2 separate regions of the Mus musculus genome follow, and region 2 is linked to region 1. Evidence: chromatin contacts called from public HiChIP or PLAC-seq data. All regions are on one chromosome and are shown on one strand. The core of a region is the stretch at or near the end of the contact, and the rest is flanking DNA. Distances in the headings are between cores, read along the strand shown.

Region 1 (7,158 bases), core at 3,310-5,809:
AAAAATACCCAGAATATCCAGAGAAACAGTACAAGATTCTCACTTGCATGCATCGTTCTGGTTTTTCAAGTTGGTGTTATTTTCCAGTTTGTAGTCAGTGAACTAAACAGCTTTCTGATATTTCAAAGGTCAATTAAAGCAGATACATGAGTAACAATTCAGGAAACTATCTATTTCATCTCTTTATTTCCCTCTTCCACCCTCCCTGTCCATTCTCAATGATTCCTGATTAGAGAAGCAACATTTACTGTAGCATTTAAAATATTAATTTCAACTGTTTTGGGAGGTTTCTTTTTTTTTTATCTTTCTTTCATTTTTTTTTAATGACAGGCTTGTCCCATGAGAGGGACAAAGAGTCCTTCAAAAATATAGCAACTTCAGCAGCGCTGTATCAATCTACCTGTAAGTCCGAGATAGAACTAAAATCAGCTTGTGTCCGTGAAAAAAAAATGTTAGCATTTCTGAAGACCTTAGTATTTTCCTAAACTGTTCTGTGGTAGATAGTTGTACCCTGCATATAACTCATTCTGATTCGTGTGGCCATCTTTAGATGTTGTATCGATTATAAATAAGCCTTTCATCATAATCTTGCCATTAATTAAAATCCATATCTATGTTCTTTGTACATCTGGGAAGATGGAACCTGTACTCACATTAATAACAGTGCATGTATGTAACAGTGCATGTGTATCTATGGCAGTCTGACAGGAATCCTAAGATTGAGTTCTAGGATGTTCAAATGACTGTGGCCGCTAAGGCTTAGGGGGAGGAGGCACGAAAGAAGTCTGTGCCAGAGCAGGAGTTAGCACTTCAAGGCAGGTCCGGACTGCTGCGCTGAAATCCACCTTAGTAACTTTTTCCTGGGATTCCCTCTCTCTGGCGTTCACTTCTTGTACAATCCTAGATTTGGGGTCTCTACTTAGGACTTTTTTCTGAGATCAAGAAAGGTTAGCCTGTCCTCCTTGTCAAGGCTCCTTCCTGGCTTTCAGCACTTGGCTCCATCAATTCCTGAATCCACCCGGGGATCCTACTGTGCCTACACGGACGCGGTCATTGTGTCAGCTAAGGAAGCCAGAGAGCCTGCCACGCCCCCACTCCAGGATCCAGCCAGCCAGCCAGCCAGCTTCCCAGCACTTCTGGAGAGAGAGACTCCCAGAAGAAGGCTGTTAGACCTCTTGGGTCAGGAAAAGAGGGGGTTAGTGCCTTTTTGGCTTTGAGGTGGATGCCCCTGAAGTCTCCGTGCTCTGGGAGGCCACTAGACGGCTTGGCACTGGTGGCTCCTGTTTGCGGGACTCTTCCCTCTTGGAAAAGTAGTTAGGGCTAGCACTCAGACTCAGGAAACTTGTTTCCCACGCCGGAGGCAAGCGTGAACACGTGGATAACAGTCGAGGTTCGGGTTCCCAGCTGGTGTCCCGGGCTGTCAGGGAGCGCGGGCAGTCTGGGCGGACGGGGTTCAGGTGTCTGACATGGAAGACAAGAAGGCCAGTTCCAGCTCCAACCTGAGCGCAAAGATTAGAAAAACAGGTGTTTCATTGCCTGGCTAATTCAGTATTTCAGTAAAGGAAGCTCTGCTAGTTATCTGCTGAAGATTTAGCGAGGGGCGGTCACCTCTCGGCCAGGCATTAACTATATTAAAGAAGGTCTCCTGGCTTGGTGAACAGCAGAGCCTCTGGGGGAGGAACTTGTCGGGATCCTTATACAGATGTTTTGTCCTCACGACTTCCACCTTCATTTTGTCTGTCTTTGCACTGAGGCAAAATGCCCAGTACCTCTTCAAAGGCATCTGCTGGAAAAGCCTGACTTGCGCCGCAGACTTCTCCACCAACCCCCACAGAAGGTAGGATCAGGTTTCAGATCCCAGAGAGGCACTTCCACAGCCTGCGCTTCGTTTGAAGTAGAGATGGGGTGTGAAGTAAAGGCAGGCTGCACAAATCCTGTCCAGGGCACAGTCGGAACAGAAAACCACTGCTTAACCTTAAGGTACCTACCACTGTTTAGTTTTGTGGCTGCTCTCATCCTCAGTTCTGTGCAGTTTATTGGAAAAGGGAGTCACGAAAGGTTTTTCATTCACCGCTGCTACCGCCGCCGCCGCTGTCACTACCACAATTACCACCACCACCCCAATAAGAAACTTGATGTTATCTGGTCTTTTTGGAGTCTTGATGAGAGCCACAGGATACCTCTACCTCCCACGGACAGTGTATCATTAGATGGACTACGATAGAGCCCACCCAGAGTTAGGCCTCTAAGTGGCCACAACCACTGAGGAAACCACTCCTTTCTGGATTATAACCCTGTTAGGTGGTTCCAGTTTTGAAACACCTACACAGTCTTAGTTTAGTTCTTTTCCTTTCCTTTTTCCAGGTGCCGCTCGGATGTGTAATTATTCCCCATACCCCCAGAATGTTTCCCATTGTCCTAGGAGCTCCCAATGTCCTTACTGCCATTGGGAGGCGGGGGATCAAGGAGGAGACAGATGTCTTATTTTTCAATGAACATTCTTAAAGGTGAGCCATGTATCAGGATGGCACACGACTCTTCAAAGAAATTATTTTCTCAGAGGCAAAAGGAGGAGCAGGGCGCTTGGTTTCTGGTGCACTGCTGATTTCTAAGGCCCGGGATGAAGTCTGTAAGCTTTCATTGTCTTAAGGGAAACTTAGCCTTTTTTTCATCGCGATCTGCTGCCCTCTGATGAGATGACTGGAAGAGAAAGCGCTTAGAACAGGAGGGTCTCTAAACTAGAGTTTTCCCCAGAAACAGTACTTTGAGAACAGTTCGTCTGAGAACTGTTGGGGAACGTTACAGGTTCACTCAGTTATTGTGTCCTCTCTAGAAGGAATATTCGTGCTGGTCTTTTTGTTTCTCGAAATAAAGTCCGCAGAGTTGCCCAACAGTTTAGATAATAACTCTGTAAGACGTCTAATATGTCAGTTGTTCCAACACTCTAGGCTTCTTCTATCACATCCTTCTTCTGACTGACTACCCACTAGCTGGTTCCCATAGGAAACTGCCCAGCAGACCTAGTCATCTTGCATCAGTCACAAACCCGAATCATTTCGAAAACGTTGCCCTTTTTGGAATAAAGGCGGGCATTTATTTCATCTAGCGATGAATTTTGTCACAGTGGTGTCAGGATAAAAAATAAGTCCAGCGTCGTTCTCCCTCACCCAGTCCTGCAGGCGTGAGGCGCGCAGCCGTGGGGAAATCCTGGCCACTGTCTGGGATGCTATTCGCACGCGTTCCTGGAGCCTCGGCTAGCCAGCCCCCGCAAGGCCGCACGCTGTGCGCAGACACCCGAGTCTAGGGAGCGCGAGTGTCACTCGGCACGCCGAAGACCTCGGGGTTTGGAGCGGCGGCGGCAGCGGGGCAGCGGCGACCCCGCGCCCGGGGCTCATTAGGAGCGGAGCTGCCAGGCTCACTGTAGGACCCGAGCCGCGAGCCCAGTCGCGTGGGGGGGGGGGGGGAGGAGGAGCAGGGAGCATGCTCGTCACTCACCCCGATTGGCCAATGAGCGCCGCGTCTTGGTTGCCTATGACCAATAGGAAGAGAGAAAATTTGTGAGTGGCGTTTGAGAAGGGCGGGAGAAAGGGAACCTGGGAGCGAAGTTGAAGCTAAACCCGGTAAGCTATAAAGAAGTTACAGGGGGGCGCTTTGGGCTCCCAATTAGGAACAGTACCGGCTCCCAACACTACGGAGGACTCGGACTCGGAAAACACCTCTCCTGTCCCCAGCCTGTGTTCTCCTCCCGCTGCTACCTACCCCTCCCCCATTCATGCCCATGGGAAGGTGGCCCAGGCACACTCTGCGGGCTGCGGGTGACAGCCGGGAGGCTGCCGCTGAGGCTCCGCAAGCGCGCAGGCTTGAAAGCAGTTAGGGGGCGGGAGCCTTAGCAGCCTCCGCGGCTCTCGAGGACGTAAGGTAGGTGAGGAGCCAAGAGCTCCAGGTGATGCCTACGAGGGGCTGTCGCGCGTGCCACCTGTTAACTCTGCGCTGCGGTGCCCTGTGTGCAACTGCGGGAGTCCCCGGGGGTTTGATGCATAAGCAGCACTTCTCCAGGAACCCCTCAGACGTGAACCCCGCCGGGGAGAGGCAGCCGGAGTCCGGGGCAGTGGAGGAATTCTGCACGGCTGGATAGCCTGGCTTGGCGCGCACGGCCGGCCGAGCTCTCCGCAGACGCGCATTTAGCCGTCGGTGCTACATCCCGGCCGCGGCGAGCGGAAGCCCAGCCTGTCCCGGGACCGACCTGCCCAAGTTTTAAATACCCAGGGCTGTGACGAGCAGAGTATGAGCGCAGAGGCCCTTTGGGGCCCGGTTGGCTGAATTATAGTGGGTTTGAGTTTAGCCACAGATGTCTTATTCCTTGGTGTTCTTGTCTTCGTAGTGATCTGAAAGAAGTTACCCGCGATTCCTGTTTCCTACAAACCAGCTCAGAACCAGAGGAGTTGGAAAACAAACGTCGGGTATTATTATGTCGATTTCCCAAGGACCCGGGTTCTTACCGCGGATCAGATGAAAAGGTTGGCTCCTCGGGAGTCCTTCCAGCATTTTATACTTAGAGTCCCAAAGGATTGCCCGGATTTGCCGTGAACCAGCAGCTTTCTTTTATACTTACACCTCACGTTTTCAAGAAAGTATTTTGTTTGCCGCATTGCCCTGTCCATCATTCGTGTCTTCCCGGAGCAAACTTCAGCCTCCTGTTTAAAGTTATGTTTTTACCGAGTGTGATCTCTAATTGAAAGTTAACTTTTGGTTTTGGATGAGTCTGTGGAGTTTACGTTGTAAGAAGAAAGGGAGCCCGAGACACGATGAAAGAAAAGTCTAAAAATGCTGCCCGAACGAGGAGGGAGAAAGAAAACAGTGAATTTTATGAACTGGCTAAATTACTGCCTTTACCCTCAGCCATCACCTCCCAACTGGACAAAGCATCCATCATCAGACTCACGACCAGCTATCTCAAAATGAGAGTGGTCTTTCCAGAAGGTAAGCGTCTGTGCCTAGATTGAATTTCGAAGGAGTAAACCTACCCCAGCAGCACAGAAATGTACTTGTGTTTACCGGCGTGGGTTACATTCTCTGAAAAGGGAAATTTAACCAAGCTATTTGATCAGTCAGCGCCAAAGGGCTTTCCCTGCCTTTCTTAGTCTTTCTCTTCTTCCCCGTATTTCTCTCTCCAACACATTCGATATATTTGGTTGGGAAATAACCCAATAGTGCTTTTATCAACATTTGGCTCAGTTGAAAGCACGGCTAATCCAAACATGACTTTCCTTTTTGTTCCTCTAGTCAGACATGTATCCAATAGAAATCAGGAGTACTGCCCAATTGCTTATTTTTGCTAGGTATAGATTAGATGTATAAACATAGTGCTAGGTAAGCTAGATAATAATTTATCAAAAGGGCCACAATTCCGCGAGGGCAGGCGTGTGTGTGCGAACAGTATGCCTGGACTCCGCCAGTCTCTTGGCTGTTTATAGTAAATTGGTTCTCATTTTTTAAGATGTCCAGAGATTCTTAAATCGGAGCTTTGTGAGTTGCATTTCTGGCCTTGGCGTTATCTGTAAAATCATAAATTTGTCTCAAAATAGTCAAGATTTGAGGAAAGTAGAGCAGACAGAAATGTATCCTCAGTGGTGGCTGACAAATCGAGACAAACTCTCATAGGGCCTAGAAGTTAGAATACCAGCAGCAGATAGGATTGTAAGTTGGAATTTCAGTTACTAATACTCATTGTGAGAGGAAGAGCGGACTTCCCAGAGCATAGTCTTGTGTGAACTCATATCTACTTAGTAGGAAACGTGAATACTCTCCAGGGAAGGAGCTCTTTGATCTCCCATTTGCTCACCCTTCCTCAACCAAATAACAAACAGAATAGAAAAATATTTTGTTAGGGGAGGAAGTTTTAAGAATGTAAAAGAATGATTACTAGACAAACAAAACTTCTAGAGAAAGAAGTTTGTTTATTTACAAATGAGACAAATGAGAACTTCTTTTTGACCTGTTGTTGGTTTTGGGTGTTTGAGGGATCTTATTTTTTGATGGGGGGGGCTAGTTTTTGCTGGGAATGAAGTTTTCCTTCACTTGGTGTTTGTTCAAAACTTGCAAAAGGGCTGCAAACTAGCCAGGGCTACCACACAAACCTTCTAAATAGTTTATTTCTATCATCAAACCCATCAGTAGTATTATATAGTTAGTTCCTTGAACATCTCTTTTCATTCTGAAATCCAGGGAGGAGAGAAATTACAGTTTAGAATAGCGAGAAAGTTTTTTTTTCTTTTGTCTTGGTTTGTTTTTTAGGAGAAAGGAGAAAGGCTGTAAAAACTAAAAATCACACTTCTGACCCAAACTGTACTGAGACTTGCTGATGGGAGAATCACCATTATACCACACTGCCTTCTGCTTAAAAAAGAGATCTCTCTGTCTTTTATACTGTCAGCGCCTACTTTATAAAAATAAAGCTATTTCGAACTCCGCTGTTGCGCTGTTCCTAACAGGATTATTAGCAGTGATTTGTCAGCTACTGCGGTCTCAGTGGGCTCCCTTTCTGCGTGATTTCTAGTGGGTCTCGTCAATTATTGGTGCCGATGTCGCTTGCTGTTTGATCAGAAGCAGCATATGGTGCTGCTAGTGGGGCAGCGAATAACCGCAGGAGAAGAATAGAGGGCTGATTTCCCCAGCAGTCACAAACAGAGCCCGGGAACCCACAAGGCCAGAGGCCCTAGTCTGCTCAGTGCAGACTCGGGGTGGGCTCTGAGAGGATCCGGCTCGATATTTTTGTTTGTTTTATTTTTGTATTTTAAGAGAAGAAGCTTTCCTCTGAAGGCGCTAATTCTTAAAAATTAAAAATCGCGTTATAAAGAAATAGAAGGACTCAAATATATTCTCGTTATGAGGTCCTCTGGACGGCAAGCTAGGCCATCCCTTTTGGCTACTTTAACAGTGCTTTCTACAGTCCTCTCTCACCGAACTCTGGCCCCTCCCACCTCTCCTCTCTCCCCTCTTCTGAGTGTGAGTTTATGAGGGGCGGGGATGGACCATGTGTGAACTCTGGGCACATCATTTATTTCGCTAGCTTCTGTGGAGTTCATAACTCACGCGCAGACTCCACTCGATGAGTTAGACAGGATCGTCAGAACAGCTGGCACCTGGAGATGAGGTTTT
Region 2 (7,158 bases), core at 2,333-4,832, 560 kb after region 1:
ACACTGCACCTGACACAGGTTCCCAGTGGAGACCCCGGTATGCAATGTGTCTGAGAACCCAAGGCTCCTGAGCCAATGGACACAGCATGCAGTCTGTGGCAGCTGTCATTCAGTAAATGGAGGATGAGATAATGAGAATGGAACCTGGGTTGGTCAGGTGAGCGATGGGTCTTCCCGTGACAGTTCTAGTCCTTCGGATATTCAGGGGTGAAGTCAACAGTCAGCACAATATGGTTGATCTTTACTCTTAGACCATACAAAGTTCCACCTCTTACTCATCTACTTCCTTTCAGGAAACCTCCAGAAACCCACCTTTTGGGCTGAGCCAGGTTCTGTGATCGAATCAAAAACTCTATGACCATTTGGTGTGAAGGAACCATGGAAACCCAAATATATTTCCTATATAAAGAAGGAAGCCCAGCATCCTGGCTCAGACAAATTCCAAAAGCATCCTAGTAACATGGCCAGGTTCTCTCTACCATCCATGGAAAAGCATAATGCAGGGTAACATCTCTGTCACTGTCATAATTTTGGTGGTGGTCACAGCACAGTGACACACTGGAGCTGGTGATGACAGGTGAGAGGACACTTCCAAATTCCTGGGAAATTCCTTTAGGAAAGCTGTATGTTCACTGTGGTGTCTCTTCCTCAAATCCCAGGAGAGTTGAACAATGTTTACCATATATTCCAGCTAACAGGCTTTCTATTTCCTTCTAGAAGTTTACTCCAGCAAAGTCACCCTGTCAGCCATTCTCAGCCCTGTGGTGACCTCAGGAACCATGTGACCCCTCCGTGTGACTCACAACAAGCATATAACAGGTTCAGGTGAATGAACAGTCCCCAGAGGACTCTCCACCCCCCCGGTGCCCTATCACACCCAGGATCTTAGGAATACTGCTGAGTGGAACACAACATCTATTGCAACACAACTGGGAGTGCCTGGTGCCAGCAGGAGCAGGGACACAGGAGCTCCACCCGACCAGCAGCTCAGGTTCCTTCTGGTCAGCGCTGGTCTACCTTGGTTTTGAACACAATGGACAGGCCCACAGTCCCCAGAGGAGGTACCACTTCCAGGCACTTTAACACTCCCAGGATCTTAGGATTCCAGGATCCCAGGAACCCAGGAGCTTGGTCACACCAGGATCTCAGGGTCTCAGAGGAAGCTTGACTGCCAAGAACTCTGACACACCCAGAATCTCAGGATCCCAGGATCCCAGAATCACAGGATCACAGAGAAAGCTGAACTCTGGGGAGTTCTGACTCAACCAGGATTATAGGAAGGACAAGTTCTAATCAGATATATTGAGGGCAGCAAGCACTTGAGATAATCAGATGGCAGGACACAGTCATAAGAACAGAAGCAACAGAAACCAAGATTACTTGGCATCATCAGAACCAAACTCTCCTACCCTAGCAAGTCTTGCATACACCATCACACCAGTAAAAGCAAGATACTGATCTAAAGTCACCTCTCTAGAGGATGATGGAGGACTATAAGAAGGAAATTAATAACTCCCTTAAAGAAATGCAGAAGGACACATCCAAACAGGTGAAAGAATTGAACAAAACTATCCAGGATATAAAGATGGAAGTAAAAACAATAAAGAAATCACACAGGGAGACCACTCTGGAAATAGAAAATGTAGAAAAGAAGTCAGGAGCCATAGATGCAAGCTTAACCAACAGAATACAAGAGATAGAAGAATCAATCTCAGGTGCAAAAAATACCTTAGAAAATATTGACACAATAATCAAAGAAAATGTGGAATGCAAAAAGATCCTGACCCAAAACATCCAGGAAATCCAGGACACAATGAGACCAAACCTAAGGATAATAGGTATAGATGAGAAGGAAGATTTCCAACTTAAAAGGCTAGTAAATATCTTCAACAAAATTATAGAAGAAAACTTCACCAAACTAAAGAAAGAGATGCCCATGAACATACAAGAAGTCTACAGAACACCAAATAGATTGGACCAGAAAAAAAAATTCTCCCATCACATAATAATCAAAACAGCAAATACACAAAAGAAAGGAAGAATATTAAAAGCAGTAAGGGGAAAAAGACAAGTAACATATAAAGACAGACCTATCAGAATTACACCAGATGTCGCACCAGAGACTATGAAAGCTAGGAGATCTTGGGCAGATGTCATACAGACCCTAAGAGAACACAAATCCCAGCCCAGGCTACTATACCCAGCAAATTACCATAGATGGTGAAACCAAGGTATTTCATGACAAAACCAAATTTACACAATATCTTTCCACAAATGCAGCCCTTCAAAGGATAATAAAGATAAAACTCCAACACAAAGAGGGAAACTAAGCTCAGAAAAAAGCAAGAAAGTAATTTTCAATAAACATAAAGAAGATAGCCAAATGAACAAAATTCCAACTCCAACAACAAAAGTAACAGGAAGCAACAATTACTTTTCCTTAGTATCTCTTATCATCAATGGGCACAATTTCACAATAAAAAGACATAGAATAACAGACTAGACACATAAACAAGCCCCATCATTTTGCTACATACAGGAAATGCAACTCAGTAACAAGGTCAAGCACTACCTCACAGTGAAAGGCTAGAAAAATTTTCCAAGCAAATGGTCCCAAGAAAAAAGATAGAGTAGCCATTATAATATCAAATAAAATTGACTTCCAACCAAAAGCTATCAAAAAAATTGAGAAGTACTCTTCATACTTATCAAAGAAAAAATCTACCACAATGAACTCTCAATTCTGAACATCTATGCCATAAGTGCAAGGGCACCCACATGTGTAAAGGAAAACTTGCTAAAGATCAAAGCACACATTTTACCCCACACAATAATAGTGGGGAACTTTAACACCTCACTGATCATGGAAACCGAAACTAAACAGAGACACAGAGAAACTAATGCAAGTTAGGAATCAAATAGATTTAACAGATGTCTAAAGAACATTTCACCCTAAAACAAAAGAATATACCTTCTTCTCAGTACCTTATGGTGCCTTCTCCAAAACTGACCATATAACCTGACAAAACACAAGCCCCAGGGATACAAGTAGTTTGACTAATGGCATTCCTCCAGGGAGCATGAGTGCCTGAAACATTGAGAGAGAATCTGCAGTGTCAGATGAGGAACTTTGTTCAGAATAGAAATGTTGAGAAAGAAGAAGTGGTGAGTCTTAGATGCAGAGTGTTAAGGGGGAGGGCTGACTCTTCTAGTAATGAGGAAGTCAGAAAACAATGAAAAGAGCAAGCAATGAATGATCCATGCTGGGGGAGGCCTAAGCTTCCTTCAGTGAATCAACTAGGTCTTGTGAACCTTTCCCCCAACCTCCTTCTCCTGGGCCTTTCTGTCTTGTAATGGTCTTATTCACTTTCTGGTCAATCCAGGAAAAATGTGGTTCTCTGTAGGTCTTATTTCCTCTCTTACTTCTGACATTAAATTCTAAAACTTTTGTCCTAAAGTGTTCCCATTGCAGTCCCCTGGCAGCTGTGCTCCCTGGAAATTAAGCTCTTCAACCTCTTGAACTACATACAGGTTTCTCACTGTACATGACCTCTTGAACTACATATAGGTTTCTCACTGTAAACGATGTTTCCTGTTTTTTATGAGCTGTCACCTATTCTGAGGTTGAATGTGGTGAGTCAGCTCTCATTAGGTGATTTTTGTTCCTGTAAACTATGACTAATCCCCATTTGTCTAGATAATGCCATAAAACTCCATGCTTCACCTATTTGATTGTTGGTGTTATTCTAACTTTGCTCTGTCATCAGCTCCATATCTAGCATGAATAGATGATTGTTTACAATTACCCAGAAATAGTTCTATACAAAGGTTTGACTTACTATTCATATGATGAAATCTGGATTTCCTGAGTGGCTGTGTATAAAGGAGGGGAATTTAAGGTCACCCCTAAAGCAAGGATATCACATATATACTAATATTACCTGCCTATGTTACTAATGTAGCTCCCTGATATCCTGATGCATTCTAACTGAACTATGTTGGTACCAACCTCACTGACCACAGTGTAGTTTTCCCTTTCTGCACCCTTTAGCTCCTCTAGCATTCTGTGACACAGCAAGTAGCTGTGATTACAGAGATGTGACCTACCTACAGAAGACAGGTCCCATCATTATTCCTTCATGCTTTAGAGGTTCTTGGGGCAAATGTTCTCCCAGCACAACTATAGCTTTTTAAATAATGCATGACAACACTTTTATGCAGTGATAAAACCATTCAATTACACTGTTACCTCAACCCTTGGCTGGTTGGTAGATCTCTATGAGTTCAAATCAGTCAGACCTACATGATGACTTCCAGTAGAACAAGAGCCACAGAGTGGGTCTCTGTCTCAAACCACAAAACAAAACAAAACAAACAAACAAACAAAAAAAAAAACCAAACATTGACCACACACTTCTAAGGAGAACAAATGTAACTCATTGGTTCATTAACTGGATTTGTGTGGAGTCTTATCTTTTTTTCTGTCACTGGTGTCTCATCTTGGGTGAGTAGGCATTGTTCATGTATACCAAGGATTTGTACATCCAACATTCCCTAAGCATCTCAAGAGTCAGGATGCCAACTGGTCATTAGTGTGGTCTGGTTAAAGGAGAACCAAGAAGAAGCTCTGTGAGGAACAACCAATTCTGAGCCCCCTCAGATGAAAGTGCTGGCTCAGAATGACACCAGTTTCACCAGTATTTTTGTTTTTGGTTTTTGTTTTGTTTTGTTTGTTTGTTTGTTTGTTTGTTTTTTACATTAAGTCCATAGTGACTGAGTCCATTCAAACAGATGTAGATGCATACAGTGGAAACTGTCTGCATGAAGAGACCACAGCCAGATTTGGAATTGTAATGCCAGCAGAAGGCAGTAAGAAGGATGATAAATTTGAGGTCTGCATGAGATTCAACAGACTCCATCTCAGAAACCAAAAACCAGAACTAAGAAACTAAAAAAAGTAGAACAGGGGAACAAGGGTGTGGTTCCCACAAGATCAGTTCCCCTTCCCCAGTGGCTGATAGTACCACAAGCAGATGACACAAAGAAGAACACAGACTGTTTAGATCATATACTTTGTGTCTGTCGATTTGGCAAGAAAACAAATTATCAGCACATTTGTGGCAAGTGGATGATGGCATGACCCCCATTCTCATAGCCATGCTGTATCTTGGTGAGGTGTGAAGGTTGGGAAGGAGAATTATTTCCTGAGAGGAAAGCCACTTTACAACCATGCCTTAGGCTATCAGGGTGTTTCAGCAGCTGGGAAACAATTTGTACATGGAGGACCTACCCAGACGTTAGTGCAAACACTCATGGATAACTCTCTTGCAGGACTGATTCTGGACCCCAGGAACCCTGTGCTGGTAGGTGAGTGTCTTCCCAGGTGTTGCACATTGTACATACTCAGTAAGAATCGAGGTTTACCCCTGTCGTTTGGGATGCAAAACAAGTCTTGAGCCAGGAAGCTGGTGTCTGAGGGTGATGTCCTCATATCTACATGCTGATTTCTTTTCAGAGGCTTCATTTAAACCCACATTCATGGGGGTGCCGAGCAATGTGTAAGCATAGGGAACCAGATAACCATCTTCTGTACAGGGATCTTACAAGTCACAAAATACCATCTCCATAAAGAAGGAAGTCCACATTATCTGATACCAGCAACCATTCTAGAAACTGAGAATAAGGCCACATAGTCTATGTCCTCTATTCAGTGTCACAATGTAGGTCGATATTGTGTTCCTGTATATGCTACTTTACCACATCAGAAGAAAAAAAGTGATAGCATGGTCCTGGTGGTGGCAGGTGAGAAAACCATTCCCATACTGTGGATCTTCTTGAGTGAAGGAATGTGTTTACTACTGACTCCCTTCCTTAAATCTGAGAAGAGTGGAACAATGCTTCCCAGATAAGTCTACTTAACTGGCTTGTTTCCCTTTTTTTTTTTTTTTTTGGAGTTTACCCCCCCCCCCAAAAGTCACACTGTTGTTACCTCAGGGGTAAATGTGAGTCTTCAGTGTGCATCACAAGAGGTAAACGACAGGTTCATTCTAATGGAGGACTATGAAAAGTTCTCCAAACTGATCTCTCCCAGAATAAATACACTGGGATATTCCAGACCATGTTCACAGTGGGTTCTGTGATCCTCAACCAGAGGTGGATATTACTCAAGTATCACCCAGGTGTGCTCAGAGGCAAGTAGCAAGCTAGAGTTCTTGGTTTCAGGTAAAGAAACCCTAGCATTTTATTTGAATGGTATTACAACTGACACAGGATCCCAGGGAAGGACACGATGTGTGGTGGGTGATTGAGGGCTACTGAACCCAGTGTCACAGGGTATGTGATACTGCTGGACATGCAGTATAGAAATTAGCATTGATATTTTAACAATGTAACCTAATATTGCAGGGAAACATGGAGACTTTATAGGTCCTCCTGTCATTGTAGAATAGCATAACTGTCATTTTCTTTCTTTCTTTTCTAAGGCATATTCAACAAATTTTATAGAGAAGGAATAAAACTCAATATTCACTTTTTAAAAGCTGTAAGTTTAACAGAAGATGAATATCTCAATAGAGAAATGGTATCAAGGCTATGAACAGGCATTTTCTATGGTAACCCTCTTTGAGCAGCCATCCTAACACACACCTCATGTTCATCTACATTTTTGCAGAGACCTTTAACAAACCCAAATTTTGGGCTCATCCAGGTTCCATAATGACTTCAGGGAGCCCTGTGACCATCGAGTGTGGAGTGTGAGGGAAAACACAAAACCTAAACATATGTGCTACATAGAGAGGGAAGCCCAGAACCCTGGGACAGGCCCAAATGGACCACAAAAATAAGGCAAAGTTCATCATCCCATCTGTTGCACAATGGAAGTCAGAGCTATATTAATGTTACATTTTCACCTGGTAGTGAAACCCTGTGATACCCTGAAGCTAGGGGTTACCTGTAGTGTGTTCTCTGGAGCCTTAGATCGAGATGTTACTCTCATGTAACCACTGATCTTACCTTATCTCTTATTACAAGTCAACCGTGGGGGAACAATGTTGACTATTTATGAGGATCTAATACTCCATATGTTTTTTTTTCCCTAGGTGTCTATGAAAAACTCACTTTTTTTGGTCTTGAAAAATACTGTTGTGAAATTAGGAGTGT

What was found. HiChIP or PLAC-seq counts read pairs in DNA pulled down with a chosen protein or histone mark.
Region 2: a contact with region 1 is called in an H3K4me3 HiChIP or PLAC-seq map of bone marrow-derived macrophages, with 2.8 times the contacts expected there. The contact joins the enhancer-like site here to the promoter of Sim1 in region 1. A contact is called at or near these places in 4 of 39 promoter capture datasets (the C10 cell line, cranial neural crest, embryonic stem cells and 1 more), 1 of 15 datasets of contacts at CTCF or cohesin (large pre-B cells), 12 of 115 datasets of contacts at active chromatin or transcription factors (the 230-238 cell line, bone marrow-derived dendritic cells, bone marrow-derived macrophages and 5 more) and 1 of 9 other capture datasets (embryonic stem cells).

What each region holds. Positions count from the first base shown.
Region 1 is chr10:50,891,092-50,898,249 of GRCm38.p6, forward strand. It overlaps Sim1 (single-minded family bHLH transcription factor 1), which reads left to right and starts at 4,560. Exons shown (of 11, transcript NM_011376.3): 1 at 4,560-4,980. The coding sequence starts at 4,806. It overlaps A230054N11Rik (a long non-coding RNA gene), which reads right to left and starts at 3,443. Exons shown (of 2, transcript XR_871640.2): 1 at 1,989-3,443; 2 at 1-1,499.
Region 2 is chr10:51,450,964-51,458,121 of GRCm38.p6, forward strand. No RefSeq gene overlaps it. Among named protein-coding and RNA genes, the nearest start is that of Lilr4b, 26 kb to the right of the region's middle. Within about 2 kb of position 3,583, at least 124 of the 459 cell types and tissues checked have an H3K27ac peak or open chromatin away from gene starts, as enhancers often do. A contact at or near this core is called in the 230-238 cell line, bone marrow-derived dendritic cells, bone marrow-derived macrophages and 3 more, where this site is marked.